4 separate regions of the Mus musculus genome follow, and all the other regions are linked to region 1. A link is a contact called in public targeted proximity ligation data. All regions are on one chromosome and are shown on one strand. The core of a region is the stretch at or near the end of the contact, and the rest is flanking DNA. Distances in the headings are between cores, read along the strand shown. Region 1 holds the start of Malat1 (metastasis associated lung adenocarcinoma transcript 1 (non-coding RNA)). Region 2 overlaps Ehd1 (EH-domain containing 1). Region 3 holds the start of Snx32 (sorting nexin 32). Region 4 has its middle 22 kb from the start of Snx32.

Region 1 (3,729 bases), core at 839-3,338:
GAAAAGAACTCAAAATATATTTTGCCCCCATTCCCCCAAAAGCACTTTGCCCAATTACCTCCCCTACACAGGAGTGAGGCTTGTGGTAGGTCATCTGTTCAAACTACAACGTCTTACAAAACTGGGAGGTTGTGCTGGCTCTACCATTCATTCCCCTCTGAGCGGTTAAAGACAACTTGCCATCTACCATTCTTCTTTCTGGGCCTTGGCAGTCAGCCCTCAAAAGCTTCTGACAAGATGCAAGAGGACATAACCCTGAAAAAGAAAAACCTACAACACCCGCAAAGGCCTACATACAGCCCCAGATATATCTCTTTACACAGAAGCCTACAACTCCCCCATAACTATTAAGACAAAGTAAACAAGTTACCATCCAAGTTACAGAAAACCACCACCATGTTGCCGACCTCAAGGAATGTTACCGCACCGCATGCTCTCCCTGCAGCCTTTCTTGCACACTGGCATGCTGGTCTAGGAGCCGCTATCTATCCTCTCCACAATGCCTGCTCGCCTCCTCCGCGCAGTTGACAAGCCAAGCCGCCAGCTAGCTTCATCACCAACTCGCTCTCGCTCCACCATCCTGGAACCCTTTCCCAGCTTCACCACCACATCCGTATGGCTCCTTCTTCCTAGCTTCCTCCACCGAACCGCACTCTTTCCTGGGCTATCTTCACCATGCACTGCTGCTGCTGGCTCCTCAGTCCTTCCTAGCTTCACCAAACTGGCTTCGGGACTCCTGTCTGCCGCTCCTGTCTTCCTAGTTCACTGAATGCACTTCTGTGTAGACCTGGGTCAGCTGCCAATGCTAGTCGTTAGGATTTTAAAAGCACCTCAGCTCAAGTCCAATGCAAAATGCTGACAATCTTGAAACTGTTATCAAAAGTCCTTTTGTCATCAAGCAAAATTAAGCTACAAGTTAAGGCTTTTAATATTCTTCTAACTCTTCAAAGGCATTCTGCCTTAACTTTTTACTTCAGTCCTAGTAGCTTTGATTGCTAGCTTCAATCTTGTATGTGGCTGTCTAAAGACTCTTCTAAACTGCTCGCTCCATCAGAAATTTGAACTTATGGCTTTAAAGATAATTTCCTTCTGACTTTATATCTTATCCAACCTTTTGGCCTCAATCTTATCTTCTTTGCCTATCTTGAATGCTGGCATCCAAAGTTGTCTTAACTTCCATTTTGTTTTTCTATCTTGCTTCTTTCTATCTTCTATTCTTCGGCTTCCTACTACCTGTGCCTTTAAGTACCTTTTCTGTCTTCTAAAGATGCTTTGTCTTCTATTTTCCTATCTTCTCTAACAGCTTTTTCTTCACCTTCCTGTATGTCTTCTTCGTCTTTCACTTCCATTTTCTAATCTTCTTTCTCCAAATACTAGCCTAACCTTTTTGTTTTTTCAAGACAGGGTTTCTCTGTGTAGCCCTGGCTGTCCTGGAACTCACTCTGTAGACCAGGCTGGCCTCGAACTCAGAAATCCGCCTGCCTCTGCCTCCCAAGTGCTAGGATTAAAGGCGTGCGCCACCATCGCCCGGCTAGCCTAACACTTCCATCTTCCCTGTTTCCAACTCATGCCTTCAAACGTACATGCGCCAGTCGAAGGATTTTTATAACGGCCGTCAACTTAACCTACTTTTCTCAATCTTTTAAAACTACACCTCATTTTCAAACTATTCTCTACAACTTTACTGTTTTAAATGCCACTTAGATTCTATTTAGGTAACCTTCGTTTTAATCTACAAGGCCGACCTTCAAACTAGAACCTTTTAGAACTTCACAAAACCTCCCTTTACAATCTCCTAAACTGCTCTGGTCAGCCTCCATTATACAGTACAAATACTTTTCTCCTCATTTCCTTTTTCAAACTGTTTAAATAAGCCTTCATGTTATCTCTTAAGATCTTCTTAGATTATTAAGACTAAGTAATATTTCGATAAGCTACTCTATTAGCTTAAGTTTAGAGTTCTAATTCTTTTTACTGCTCAATCTTTTTAATTAAAAACTTATCTGCGATTTCCTCGGGCTGAGTCTCCTGCCTCACGAGCTCAGCTGTGCTGCTCTACGCTGCTCTGCTCTCGCTGCCTGAATGCCTGACGCAGAGCCCGGAGCGCCGGTATTTATTGCAAAGGGACACGTCACTCCACCGGAACCTAGTAACCCTCCACCACCTTGGTGAAGGAAGAAAAATAGTTCCTCAGAGAGTTAAAAATAGATCCTGACTTCCAAGTTTCTAGATTTTTCTTGACGTCGTGTGGGCCTCTTGGACCTTGCTAATACAGAGAAATGTTTAGCTTGTACCAGCTAAATAGGTACAAATAGGTTTAAAATTTCTGGTCACAAGGAGAAAAAACATGAACTAATAGCTATTAAAAATGGGAGCCCCAAGTTTTTCAGATGTTTCAACACCTTTTGCGTTTTCCTGGGAGGACAGAGGGTATAGCGTATGTTGCAAGTGTTAAAACAGGCTTTCCCACAGCTTCAGCTTCCACTTCCCATTTTGTAACTCCCCGAGCGGCTGCCATTTCATGCGAAACAAGATGGAGGTCTCTCGGAAAGTGACCGGCCCTGCGAGTGGCTTCTGAGGTGGTGACACTTTGTACTGGTTTATACTGGGAATGCTCCTGTAGGGACGACCTGCAGCCTCCGGCTGCTCTCGGGGCCACTTTTCCGAGCCCGGGTACACGAGCGCTTTGGTGCTTGCCTACGTCCGCCATGTTAGGCTGCGGTCTCAGCCCAGCAAGGCCATGGTCGCTGCAGGTGAGGGCACGGCGACCTTGGCGGCCATGCCGAGCACCACCCGCACTGCGCTAATAACCGTCAGAGCCCGGCCCGTGGCGGCAAGGTCCCCAGGTCTATCTCATCGCTTCCTAAAACTACGACGGAGGGGAAAGGATGTTTTTCTCTTTCTCCCAGGACCATGGAGAAAGCGTCACTGGGCGCAGAAAGCGGGGGCCGCGCCAGGGAGGGCGGGGAGGACCGCGGAACCCGTCGCGAGGACAAAGGGGGTGGGGAGAGGCGCAAGGATACGCGGGTCGTGAGTCGCCGCCTCCCTTTGTGAGCTGCTGAATCGAGGGCTGGCAGCCGGCCGGGTTCGACCGGTTCTAACCGGTTCCAGCCGGTCTAGGCAAAGTTTCTGCTGCAGAGCCTCGCTGCGCAGGCGCGCCCCGCCCCGCCCCCAAGCGCCTTCACCACGGTGCTGGAATGACTGGTGTGGGAGCAGGGCGGCTGCGGGGGGCTGTGCTGCAGTTTCCTGGTCGCCCCTTATTGCGGCCTACTGGGCCCACGGACATGGCTTTTTTGGTCTCTATGTCATCCATTAAGTGTTAAGACACATACTTTGCTCGTACGTTTACTTTATACTCTAGAATTTTCAAAGGGAAGCGAGTCTCGGGTTGATCCCGTAAACTGGAGGCTGCCTGGATTTTTAGAAAAGCTGCTGGAGTCGTGGGAAACAGCGCCCCGGGGCGCATTGAGATCCAGAGCTCGCGATCGCACACGGCCTGGCGGCACCGTCCTGCTCCCCACCTCTACGTTCTAGGACCTGTGAATAGGGAGGTTTGGGCAGAGGCTTTCCCAGGGTAGACAGAACTTAATGACCATACAGGCTGATAGTCACTAAGGACATAAAATTACATGAATATTCTATTATAAAACTAAAGGAGAGAGGCACCCTTAGACTGAGGTGGGGCTCTAGCAAAGCTGGAGGTCCAGTGTTAGACCATTGCCTCCCTTC
Region 2 (3,729 bases), core at 695-3,194, 500 kb after region 1:
CGGGGCTGGGTACCCAGCTCTATAGAACAGGGCCTCTACAAAAGGAAGCAGCTGGGTTAGTCACCAGTTCCCTATCTGAGTCAGAGTTGACCTAGGTCGAGACACTGACACGAAAAAGGGGAATGTGGTGACTCAGCTTTGGGGTGGGGCATGGCTGTTGGTGAATCTTCATAGCCCAGCAGGGATAGTGCAGTTGTGACCTCACGCAGAGTGAGGAGCTCAGGCCTGTGGCACTAGCTCAGTAGCCTGAACTGGTAGGTGGAAGCCCCACTCCCCTGCTTGGATAGTCTAGCTCAGTCTGGAGTCTGGAAGACTGCCCCATCTAGGCCTCTCCTTCCTTCTACACTCACAGGAACTCCTGCAGACCCAGGACTTCAGCAAGTTCCAGGCCTTGAAGCCCAAGCTGCTGGATACAGTGGATGATATGCTGGCCAACGATATAGCTCGGCTGATGGTGATGGTGCGCCAGGAGGAGTCCCTGATGCCCTCACAGGCTGTGAAGGGTGGTGCTTTTGATGGCACCATGAATGGGCCCTTTGGGCATGGCTACGGCGAGGGGGCTGGCGAGGGCATTGATGATGTTGAGTGGGTAGTTGGCAAGGACAAGCCCACCTATGATGAGATCTTCTACACACTGTCTCCTGTCAACGGCAAGATCACAGGTGCTAATGCCAAGAAGGAGATGGTGAAGTCCAAGCTGCCCAACACAGTGCTGGGGAAGATCTGGAAGTTGGCAGATGTGGACAAGGATGGCCTGCTGGATGACGAGGAGTTTGCCCTGGCCAACCACCTTATCAAGGTGAAGCTAGAGGGCCACGAGCTGCCCGCTGACCTTCCTCCACATCTCATTCCACCCTCCAAACGGAGGCACGAGTGACTTCCATGCCTGAGATACCCTACAACCCCCAGGGCTGCTGCCACTTTCTACCCACCAGCTCCTTGTCTGCCCAGGTGGGCTGGGGCCTGGAGGGGCAGAAATTGGGGGAGGGAAAGGGTCACCATTTTTCAAGGTCCATAAAGACTGAGCGGTGTTTCCTCAGCTCTTGAATAGGAAAACCACCATCTTTCTTTTAAAGCTGTTCCGGGGTTCAGCGGGAGGCATGGGTGATGCTTGGATATGAACAGTGGGATTTTGTGCACAGGAACCATGATATTTTTAATATATAACATTAGAGGCAGCCTTCTTTCTTGCCTCTTCTGTCTGACAGCCCCACACTCATCCTCTCCCCTATCCAAGCCAGGCACCTCTCCACCCCACCCTGGCACCCCTGTGCCCGATGCCCCAGGGCTGTGTAAGCAGGAGGTCCCTGCTCCTTCAGCTTGTTTTTAGACTGGGGCTCCCTCAAGGGCAGCAGGTTGTTTCCTGCTAGCCGTGTTCTGTGCTCCAGTCCTCTGCTGTGCTGTGGGGTGCACACCTTACTCTGTCCACATCCCCTGACACCCCAGCCAGCACAGCAGCCACAGGTAGAAGACCCAACCACTGTTATTTGTTGTGGAGGCAGGAGGAGTTGCGAGACAGTCCATGACGTCTAGGAAAATGCATAAGCTACTTAGTGTTCTGTAGTGACACTTGATACTTGACCAAGACTTTGAGTAACTTACATCACTCGTTCAAAACTGTGATTTTTGTCTCCTCTTTCCTATACTCCAGCCTTGGAGCATTTCCACCCCAGAGCCAGCATAGAGCTGACATCCTAGGGCTTGAGTTTGCTTTCTGGCTGAGGGGAGGTCATCCCAGCTTCTGCTCAGAGGGGTCTGAAATGTAGCCCCCCCACCCCCGCCCCAAGGTCAACCTTTATGGCAGCTTCCTGGAGCCCCTCTCTGCCTTGGGACAGGCAGTAGGCCCTGTGACCTGGGGTGGTCTGGGGCTGGTAAGAGGAAGCCTGTGGCTCTGGCCTGGGTGTAGTGTCCATGCAGCACGACAGGGGAAAACCCAGCCCCTTCCCTCGCCCTGTCATTTCCTTCCTCTCCTCCTCTGCTGAGCCAAGGAGGTCTGGGTGTCCTGAGAGCCCCAGACTGAGCAGTAAGAAGCCTGAGCTAGCAAATGACCACTTTAGTCACCCCACTGTAGCCTGGGGACCCGGACACATCCTGTGGCCAGTGGTTGGCTGTCAGGGTGGGCTTTCCACTGAGCTGGGTAGGGCATTGCAGCCTGCTCCTCTGACACTGTAGGTGGGCTTCAGGGAGCTGCCTGCCAACCCCCCAGCACTGTTCTGGGCCCTGCTGAGGGTGAGCTCCAGCCTGGCCTGTTACCTCCCTGCCTCAGCCCTCCACTCCTTGGCTGAGGGTGAGAGAGATGTCATCCTCAGCTGTAGAGGGAGTGGCCGAATGAAGACTGGTTCTCGCATTAAAGGAAGTTTAATTGTGCCAAAGCCTCTCATGCTCCCTTGTCTTTTCCTGGCCAAGGAGGCACCCCTGGAGCCTTGCAAGGGGTCCCCCAAGTTGTCCATAACCACCCATCTCCTGTGCATTGTTGGCGAGACTATCTGGAAACTGAACTTGATGGTGCACACCCATAGTCTCAGCACTTGGGATGTGGGGGGGAGGACCAAGCTACATGAGAGCCTGTCCCCAAAAATCTAAACACCAGTAGAGATTGATATCAGAATTATGCTGGGCCCACTTCCACATCTGCACATCATCACCTCCCTCAAGACCGCCACAGCTGTAGACAGACAGGATGGGCTCCCCTCCCTAGTGTCCTCAGACTGGGTTGTGGGATCCTGTAAACAAAGGTCCCAGGGCTCCGAGCTGCTTGGCTCCTCACTTGCCCCCAGGCAGGTTTGGAGCCAGCAGAGCCAGCTCTGAAGACGGCAGAGGCTGACAAAAATCCACAGTTCTGGGTGGGGTTGGTTAGAGCCAGCTGATGTCTCCGATAGGGGACCTGTTTATGACAAGAGAGGAAAGGATGACAAATTGGGAGTGACATGCCCGGAAGGGTGCAGATGGGAAGTAAGGCGGGGAGAGACAGCTCCAGGCAAGGTTGGGACAGAAGCCCGGAAAAACAGGTGTTTATCTTAGATCCAGAGCTGCCTCCAGGGTCTAGCTGCTGTGGCTAAGGCAGGCCTGATAGTCCAGGCACCTCAGACTTGACACCCCTGTGTGGTCTGCGGGGCTTGCCTGAACCTCAGCATGAGAGGGCAACACAGGCAGCAGTGGTAGCCAAGGAGATCAGACTGAAGTCTACCAACTCGGGTCCCATTCCTGAGGAGTGTCATGGAAACCCTTTTTAAAGCAAAGGTGATTTCTGAGTTGCCCAGCCCACTTCACCCTCAGCTGCCACTCAGGGTTAAAATGCTCCTGGAATGATTCAAAGCTGTCATTCCACCTGAGATTTTAGATGCTTGGGTCCCACAGAGATGCCCTGTGCTTGTTCAAGCTGGTAGTGCCAAAGGAAACAGGCCCAGGGAGCTCCCTGGAATGCTAGGACCCACCTTCACTCCACCCGTGGGACTCATGGTATACTATCTGTTCAGCGCCCATCTCTATGAGATGATACCCAGATGGTGCCCACTGGGTAAGAAGTTTAAGGCGGGGCGGTGATGGCACACGCCTTTAATCCCAGCACTTGGGAGGCAGAGGCGGGCGGATTTCTGAGTTCGAGGCCAGCCTGGTCTACAAAGTGAGTTCCAGGACAGCCAGGGCTACACAGAGAAACCCTGTCTTGAAAAACCAAAAAAAAGAAAGAAAGAAAAAAAGGTTTGAGAGCAAGTGAAGGCCTCCCCTTCT
Region 3 (3,729 bases), core at 409-2,908, 290 kb before region 1:
GAATAGCACCCACAACAATACCAGTAGGTAATATTTATATTTGGCCTTATAATATATTAGGCATTGTTCTAATAAATAAATTTATGGGGCTGGAGAGATGGCTCAGAGGTTAAGAGCACTGACTGCTCTTCCAGAGGTCCTGAGTTCAAATCCCAGCAACGCCATGGTGGCTCACAACCATCCATAATGAGAACTGATGCCCTCTTCAGGTGTGTCTGAAGACAGCTACAGTGCACTTACATATAATAATAAATAAATCTTTGGATCAGAGCGAGTGAGGCCGGAGCAAGCGGGGCCAGAGTGAGCAGAAGTCCTGAGTTCAATTCCCAGAAACCACATGATGCCTCACAACCACAAGTACAGCTACAGTATACTTATAAACATAAAATAAATAAATCTTTTAAAAAATAAATTTATGTATTTATGACAAACTCTCACACTGTAGTTCCAGCAGGCCTTAAACTCGTGGTTATCCTCCTGCCCCACCCTCATAAGTGCTGGGATTATATCTGGCTTCTAATCACTTTATAAACATGTTCTAAGCATACACACACACACACACACACACACACACACACACGGCATATGTACATATATACATCCTTTTACTATTGAGACAGGATCTCACTATATAGCCCTGGCTTGCCTATAACACTCTATGTAGACCAAGCTGGCCTTGAACTCATAAAGGTCTTCCTGTTTCTGCCTCTGCTTCTACCGCTGAAATTCCAGGATTAAAGGTGTGTCTCACCATGCCTGGCTATTTATATACATTTCTATATGAACATGTATAAACAGAAAGCCATGGCCAGCCCTCCAAATTCCATTTGAATCCCAAATGCCACTTCTTGGATTGTGTGACACTACCAAGGCAGGCTTTCTGCCCTCACTCCCCCCCTTCAAACACAGGCAGACTAGCTCTTTGCTGCAGCAGGACCCCTTGTCCTTGGTTTTCTTCTTGATGTCTATCTCTACTCTCACCCACTCTGCTTGACAGAGATGTGACTTTCAGAACACAGCACAGCAGCTCCATCCCCTATCTCTGTCCCAGCTCACTACACTCCTACCTCAAGTGAGAGTTGATGCAATCCAAAACAATGAAGCTCCCCAATAACTGCTGACTGAGGCTGAGAGGAATAAACGAAGAATGGATGGATGGTCTTACAAATATATAGGCACGAATACACAGGTGAGCCTGTAAACTCAACAGGACTCTCTCACCCTTCTCAGTCGCTTGCAGACTGCCTTGTTCTCCCCCATCACGACAGTACTGAGTTGATTTGGGGGAGGGGGCAGAGGCGGGATTCCATCTATGCAGGCTGGGACAAAAATCCTGATTATCTTTGCATCCTCAACCTGGCCCTATGCAGGGGCCTTAGAAGCGCCGCATTCCCGTGCTCAGATCTCTCTCCCTGCTTGGTATGGTATGATGAAGTGAGGTGGAGTAGGAAGACGTTTTATTTCCTTCCTTTACCTTACTCTCATTTCCAGCTTCCTGATGTTGCTCCTCCATGGTGCTCCTTAGCTGGGATATACAGGAATCCTACGACAAGCCACGGCCTGCGCGTTCCAAGAGCTTGGGTGAGGGAACCTTGTAGGGATGCTATCAGCTGACATTGACACTAGCTGCGGCCTCCCTGGGTGGGTCCCATTGCCCACAGCTGCTCCTTCTGATTAGACAGCAGTTTTACCACATGAGCCTCTATTGGCTTTGAGGCCTATCAATCTTACGTGGGCATTTAAGCGGCACCAGAAAGCCGGACCAGGATAGGCCAGGGCCTGAGGGTAGAGGTCACGTGTCAGTCCCGCAGGTGGACCCCTACGAATCCGGCCGTTCCGGGACCCGCCTTCTTCTAACGGGCACGAGCAGAGGCGCACATGCGCACTAGGGCAGCTTGGCGCCACCAGGCGGTGGGCGGGGCGGGGAGTCCGGAGGGGGGGCGAGGGTTGGGAGGGAGGTTTGGGTAGGGAGGAATGGGGAACTCGAGTGGGTCAGGGGGTCTAGGGACGAGGGCAGGCTGCAATGTCTGTGGAGAAAGCGCTTCCGTTCCAGTTTTCACACCCGGGCCAGAAAGTACGGAGTAAGCAGCTTAAGGAGCCGCGGGGACGCAATAAGGCCCGGATACCCCGCGCCCATATTCTTCGGGGGGACCAAAGGAAATCGCCACCGAAGTCACACTGCAAGAAGGCGCAAGTGAGAGAGAAAGAGAAGGTGTGGGTACCCTGGAATGGACTCATCGTGATTGGGAAGAGAGTGGAACTCTTGGACAGAAACGTGCAAAAGTCTAACCCAAAGTTGGAATCTGAGGACTGGAAGCTGGAGGGCACCGGGAAGAAGTTCTCAAGAGAGAAATCGGGCCTGCAACAGGAGGCAGTGGTCGCGAAGCTCCTGAGCAGTGTAAGAAGGGCGGTGCAGGCTCGAGCAAGTTTGGAGTATGACAGCCCAGAGATTTGGAGAGAGTTGGAGGATAGACTCAAAGCTGGTGTAACTACGAGTGCAGAGATGACTGCAGAGCGTGGGGAAAACTTGAAATCTAGGGACAGGTTGAGGACCACTGGAGGGGACTTGAGGTCCAGAGGGGATCAGCTGAGGCCGAATGAGGAACTGGAGTCTAGTGGAGAGAACTTGAAAAAACGGGTACCCATTGGAGACAAGGTGGTAGGCAGGGGAGAGAAGCGGAGGTCTTCTGCTGAAAAAATGGACAGTAGGGAGAGGCGGGGGTCTGTTGTAGAGAAAATGGACAGTAGAGAGAGGCGGGGGTCTGTTGTAGAGAAAATGGACAGTAGAGAGAGGCGGGGGTCTGTTGTAGAGAAAATGGACAGTAGAGAGAGGCGGGGGTCTATCAGAGAGAAGACGGACAGTGAAGAGAAGCGGGGATCCATTAGAGAGAAGGCGACAGAGAGTAGACAGAGGCGGGGGTCCATCAGAGAGAAGGTATCAGACAGTGGAGAGAGGCGGGGATCCATCAGAGAGAAGATGTCAGACAGTGGAGAGAGGCGAGGATCCATCAGAGAGAAGATGTCAGACAGTGGAGAGAGGCGAGGATCCATCAGAGAGAAGATTTCAGACACTAGAGAGAGGCGGGGGTCCATCAGAGAGAAGGTGTCAGACAGTGGAGAGAGGCGGGGGTCCATCAGAGAGAAGGTGTCAGACAGTGGAGAGAGGCGGGGGTCCATCAGAGAGAAGGCAAAGTTGAGTAGAGAGAAATTTAGATCCAGTGGAGAGAAGCTGAGAACTGGTGATAAAAATTCAAGATCCACTGAAGATCTACTGGAGTCAAATATTGAGGAGTTGGAGTCGGCTGAGGTGCAACTGAAAGAGCACTCGAGAACAGGAAGTGCCTCGGAAGAGACTATTGAAAGAGTGGTCAGTGTTACTGGTGGTGAAGGTGAGATGGAAAATCTGAGTCAGGAAATTCCTTCTGAAAGTGTAGAAGGGATGGATGGCCACGGAGGAGCCAAGACAGGGGCAGAAACTGATAGTCATGTCTTGGATGGAATGAGAGAGATTGCTGATGCATCTGTCCCTAAGGAAGAGCAAGACACACTTGGAGAAAGCCCCAAGGAGTCAGGTGGATGAAAAAGTGAAAGTGAAAAAGGAGATTGGAGTATCTCAAGTAAAGGAGAAGCTGGAGCCAAGGACTTTGTTGGTCTTGAAAGAGTGAATATGAATGAGGAGTGTGGACCTCAAGGGAGCATGGGAGCCCCTGGGCATGGAGCCAAGCCCAC
Region 4 (3,729 bases), core at 385-2,884, 270 kb before region 1:
CTGGGCCTTTTGGGGTTAAGAGTAAATCGTATGTGTATAGTCTCAGCTCCAGAGAGGTGGAGACAATTAGATTAGGAGTTCAAGGCCATCCTTGGCTATATAGGGAGTTTGAGATCAGCCTGGGTTACATGCGATTCTATTTTGAAAAAATAACCAAGCAGTCCCTCCCCAAAATAAGGGCAGATGCCAGAAGCCAGTGTGGACTGTGGATCCCAACACGCTGAGAGACAGCACCTGTAGTGGTTTTACGTGTATTCGATGTCTACAAACAGAACAATCCACCCATTAATCCATCTGTCCTAAGATGGAACAAGTCAGAGCCTGGTGCTCTCCTCTGACTGGGAAAGAATGGGAGAAGGCTATGTGTGAGTGTCACACATTCAAAAAACTTATGCTATGAGGATGAGTCGGAAGGAAGGCAGTAGGTGCACTAGTCTGGATTTCAATCGTTTCTTTTCTGTCCTTTAGTTCCTAAGACTTCCAGACCAGACCTGCTCGACAGGCGTTCTCCTGACAGCCTTCCACACTGGCACCTGGGCTCTTACATCACAGAGCACCCGTTCCTGAGGCCTTCCTCTGAATCAAAGGTAGGGGTTGAGTTGGCACTCTCTCCTGGAGGGGCTGTTGTTGGGAGGAGGGGACACAGGTTCTAGTTGCCTGGCTCATGGAGTCATGCCATCTTGCAGAAGAGACCAATGTGATTCAACTGGACCAGGGGTGGGGTGAGGAACTTTTGTGTCAAGAATTCTTAGCATGTTCTGATGGCTTTCCAAAATCCAGTACACATGAGATTAGAACTTCTCTTTTTTTTTTAGATTTATTTATTTATTATACATAAGTACACTGTAGCTGTCTTCAGACACACCAGAAGAGGACGTCAGATCTCATTACAGATGGTTGTGAGCCACCATGTGGTTGCTGGGATTTGAACTCATGACCTTCGGAAAAGCAGTCAGTGCTCTTACCCGCTGAGCCATCTCACCAGCCCTAGAACTTCTCTTTATCAAATAATTAATTGTGTGTGTGTGTGTGTGTGTGTGTGTGTGTGTGTGTGTGTGTGTGTGTGTGTTGGGCAGAGGAAAACATGCAGGAATCCATGTCTCTCCTTGAACCATTATTGGGGCAGATGCCACAAGTCTTGGACTATCAGGGTGGGTTTAGACAGGGTAAAGAATCCACTTGGGGTTTGAGAAATTGGACTGTTGGACGATTGAGACATTCCCTGTCAGTGCTCAAATCCTGGAGAGGAAGGAATGGAGCCAAAGTCTCAAATCAGTACCTGTAGCTGACCTAATTATAATGTTGCCTGACTGTTTAATTAGTAGATAGCTGTATGGTGTGGGACAGCAAGGTCACCCAGAGCTCTGAACAGTAGCAACACTGTCCCAGGGCTCTGGAAAAGGTGAACGAAGTGTTCAGCCGGAGGATCGCTCTGTCTCAGCTTCCAGGTTAGCGTGGATCAGAAGTTGGGGGAGGCAGAGAAGCAGACCCAGATTTTAGGTCTGGGGGGAAATGCAAGGATCAGGAAATCCAACGGTGGCCAGGGAAGCCACAGACGAGTTGCCTCACCCACTGCAGCCTCAAGAGCAGCCCCAGAGTCTGTGACAAACTCAGGTCACGTGTGGAGCAGTTGCTATGGGGTGTTTCCTGCCTTAGACTTACCCTGTCAGCAGGATGCTACACACCTCGATGCAGCTCTTACCACTTAGAAATAGTGCCAACAGGAAACACTGGGAATGAACATCAAGGTGGCTTATACTAGAGCTCCCTGTCAGGATCGGAGAGCCTGGGGGAGCCGATGAGCCTACTAGACACGCTCTTCTCAAGTGAGAGGGTAGTGGGTGGGCATGTGAGAGCCTCTTGGGCAGGTGAAGGAGGGGGAAGGGAGGGCTAAGGCACCAGCAGACAACTCCTTGTCCAGTGTCATTTTCTCCTTCACAAACATCGGAGGTTCGATTGTCTGGGCCAGTCAGCTAACTGGGCAGCAGAGTAAGCTGAGGCTGGAGGCAGTGGTCAGGGCTGAGCGCGGCACACGGTAGGCACTTTGATGCTGAGATGCTTGAACCCCAGACCTCACTATAAGATGTGAAGAGTCACTCCAAGTTTATAAGCTTGTTAAACAACTCGTATTTTTGACTGGCTACATGTTTGGCTTAGCAAAAATACACAGAGTGCTTCAAGCCACACCTAACCCTTCTCAGAGCTCTTGGCCAGCAGTTTCTTCTAATTACTCCAGTGAGCGTCTCTGTTATTTACAGTTCATAGAAGACAGGGCGGAGTGACTTCTAGCTTGGTATCTTTTGGGCCACAGGATGGAGGAGTGGTTCAAGTTCAGCTTGACATCAGTCTGAACCATAGAGACTGCTGGAGTTGAAGGTTGAACTCTACGCTACACACACACACACACACATTCACACATACACATTTGCACATACACATTCACATACACACAACTCACACACACACATTCACACATACACTCACACATTCACACATACTCACACATTCACACATACTCACACATTCACACAGACACACACACACACACACACACACACACACACGCCCACGCACACATACAATTCCATGTTGTCTTTGGCTGTGGCACCAAGAACAGGACTTTATTTGTACTCCGTCCTTGCCTTACAGTAACAGGTGGCTGGCTCACCCATTCCTTCTGGTTTTCTAAACCAATTAACTGTGTGTGAGGATGTGGGTGTGTAGCTGTGGGCAAGTGTGCTACAGCACAGATGTGGAGGCCAGAGGACTATTGCCAGGGGCAGTGAGTCCCAAGGACAGAACTCCAGTGATCAGGCAGCAAAGGCCTTTCCCCGGGAGCCTTCTACTTATTTATTTGTATTATTTAATAAGTACACCATAATTAGTATATATATTTATATAATGTTATTTATGTATTTAGACAGAGTCTTCCTCTGTAACTCAAGTTGGCCTTAAATTCACTATGTAGTCAGGCTGACTTGCTATCTTGGTGATTTTTCTGGCCCAGCCTCCCGAGCACTGAGATCATATGCATGCGTATCCATTCCTACATTTCCCCTCCCTCCTTCCATCCCTTCCTTCCTCCCTTCCTCTTTCTTTCCCCTCTCTTCCTTTCTCTTGCATCCTTCCTTCCTCCCTTCTAACCTCCCCTTCTCTCTTCTAGCCTCCCTTCCTTTCTATGGAGTCGTATGCAGCCCAGACTGACCTCAGACTCACTATGTAGCGAGGGCTGACCCTCAGCTTCTGAGCCTCCTGACTCTCCCGGTCAAGTACTGAGATTATAGGCATGAACTCTTATGTACAGGTTTATGACGTCGGGATCAAACCCAGTGCTTTGCGTGTGTGTGCCAACTGAGCTGCATCACACATGGCCTGAGACTCTAGTCAGCCCTTGTCTTACTCTCCCATGTGCTGTGTTTACACGGCATGAGCTATCGTGCCCAGCCCCCACTCCCTTAGAATTTGGGAAAATAAGAAGACCTTCGCCTTTTTCCTCCTTCCTCCTTCTTCTCTCTTCTAATCTCCCCACCTCCCTCCTTCCTTCCCTTCCTTGGATATTTTTAAGACTACATAGAAGTTAGCAATCAGGCTGGAGAGATGGCTCAGTGGTTAAGAGCACTGACTGCTCTCCCAGAGGTCCTGAGTTCAATTCCCAGCAACCACATGGTGGCTCACAACCATCTGTAATGGGATCTGATGCCCTCTTCTGGTCTGTCTGAAGACAGAGAC

Evidence for each region.
Region 2: a targeted proximity ligation map of memory CD8 T cells shows a contact between it and region 1, with 70 read pairs. A contact is called at or near these places in 5 of 130 datasets of targeted methods (effector CD8 T cells, embryonic stem cells, extraembryonic endoderm stem cells and 2 more).
Region 3: a contact with region 1 is called in a targeted proximity ligation map of pancreatic cancer cells. A contact is called at or near these places in 1 of 484 Hi-C or Micro-C datasets (CD8 T cells) and 3 of 130 datasets of targeted methods (bone marrow-derived macrophages, microglia and pancreatic cancer cells).
Region 4: a contact with region 1 is called in a targeted proximity ligation map of effector CD8 T cells, with 16 read pairs. A contact is called at or near these places in 1 of 484 Hi-C or Micro-C datasets (CD8 T cells) and 3 of 130 datasets of targeted methods (bone marrow-derived macrophages, effector CD8 T cells and microglia).

Annotation. Positions count from the first base shown.
Region 1 is chr19:5,800,584-5,804,312 of GRCm38.p6, forward strand. It overlaps Malat1 (metastasis associated lung adenocarcinoma transcript 1 (non-coding RNA)), which reads right to left and starts at 2,089. Exons shown (of 1, transcript NR_002847.3): 1 at 1-2,089.
Region 2 is chr19:6,297,722-6,301,450 of GRCm38.p6, forward strand. Ehd1 (EH-domain containing 1) reads left to right here. Exons shown (of 5, transcript NM_010119.5): 5 at 353-2,375. The coding sequence ends at 877. It overlaps Gm52380 (a long non-coding RNA gene), which reads right to left. Exons shown (of 3, transcript XR_003952842.1): 3 at 2,409-2,884. Among named protein-coding and RNA genes, the nearest start is that of Cdc42bpg, 6.9 kb to the right of the region's middle.
Region 3 is chr19:5,508,859-5,512,587 of GRCm38.p6, forward strand. It overlaps Snx32 (sorting nexin 32), which reads right to left and starts at 1,659. Exons shown (of 13, transcript NM_001024560.3): 1 at 1,475-1,659. The coding sequence starts at 1,513. It also overlaps the pseudogene Gm31166.
Region 4 is chr19:5,531,072-5,534,800 of GRCm38.p6, forward strand. It overlaps the pseudogene Gm31166. Among named protein-coding and RNA genes, the nearest start is that of Snx32, 22 kb to the left of the region's middle.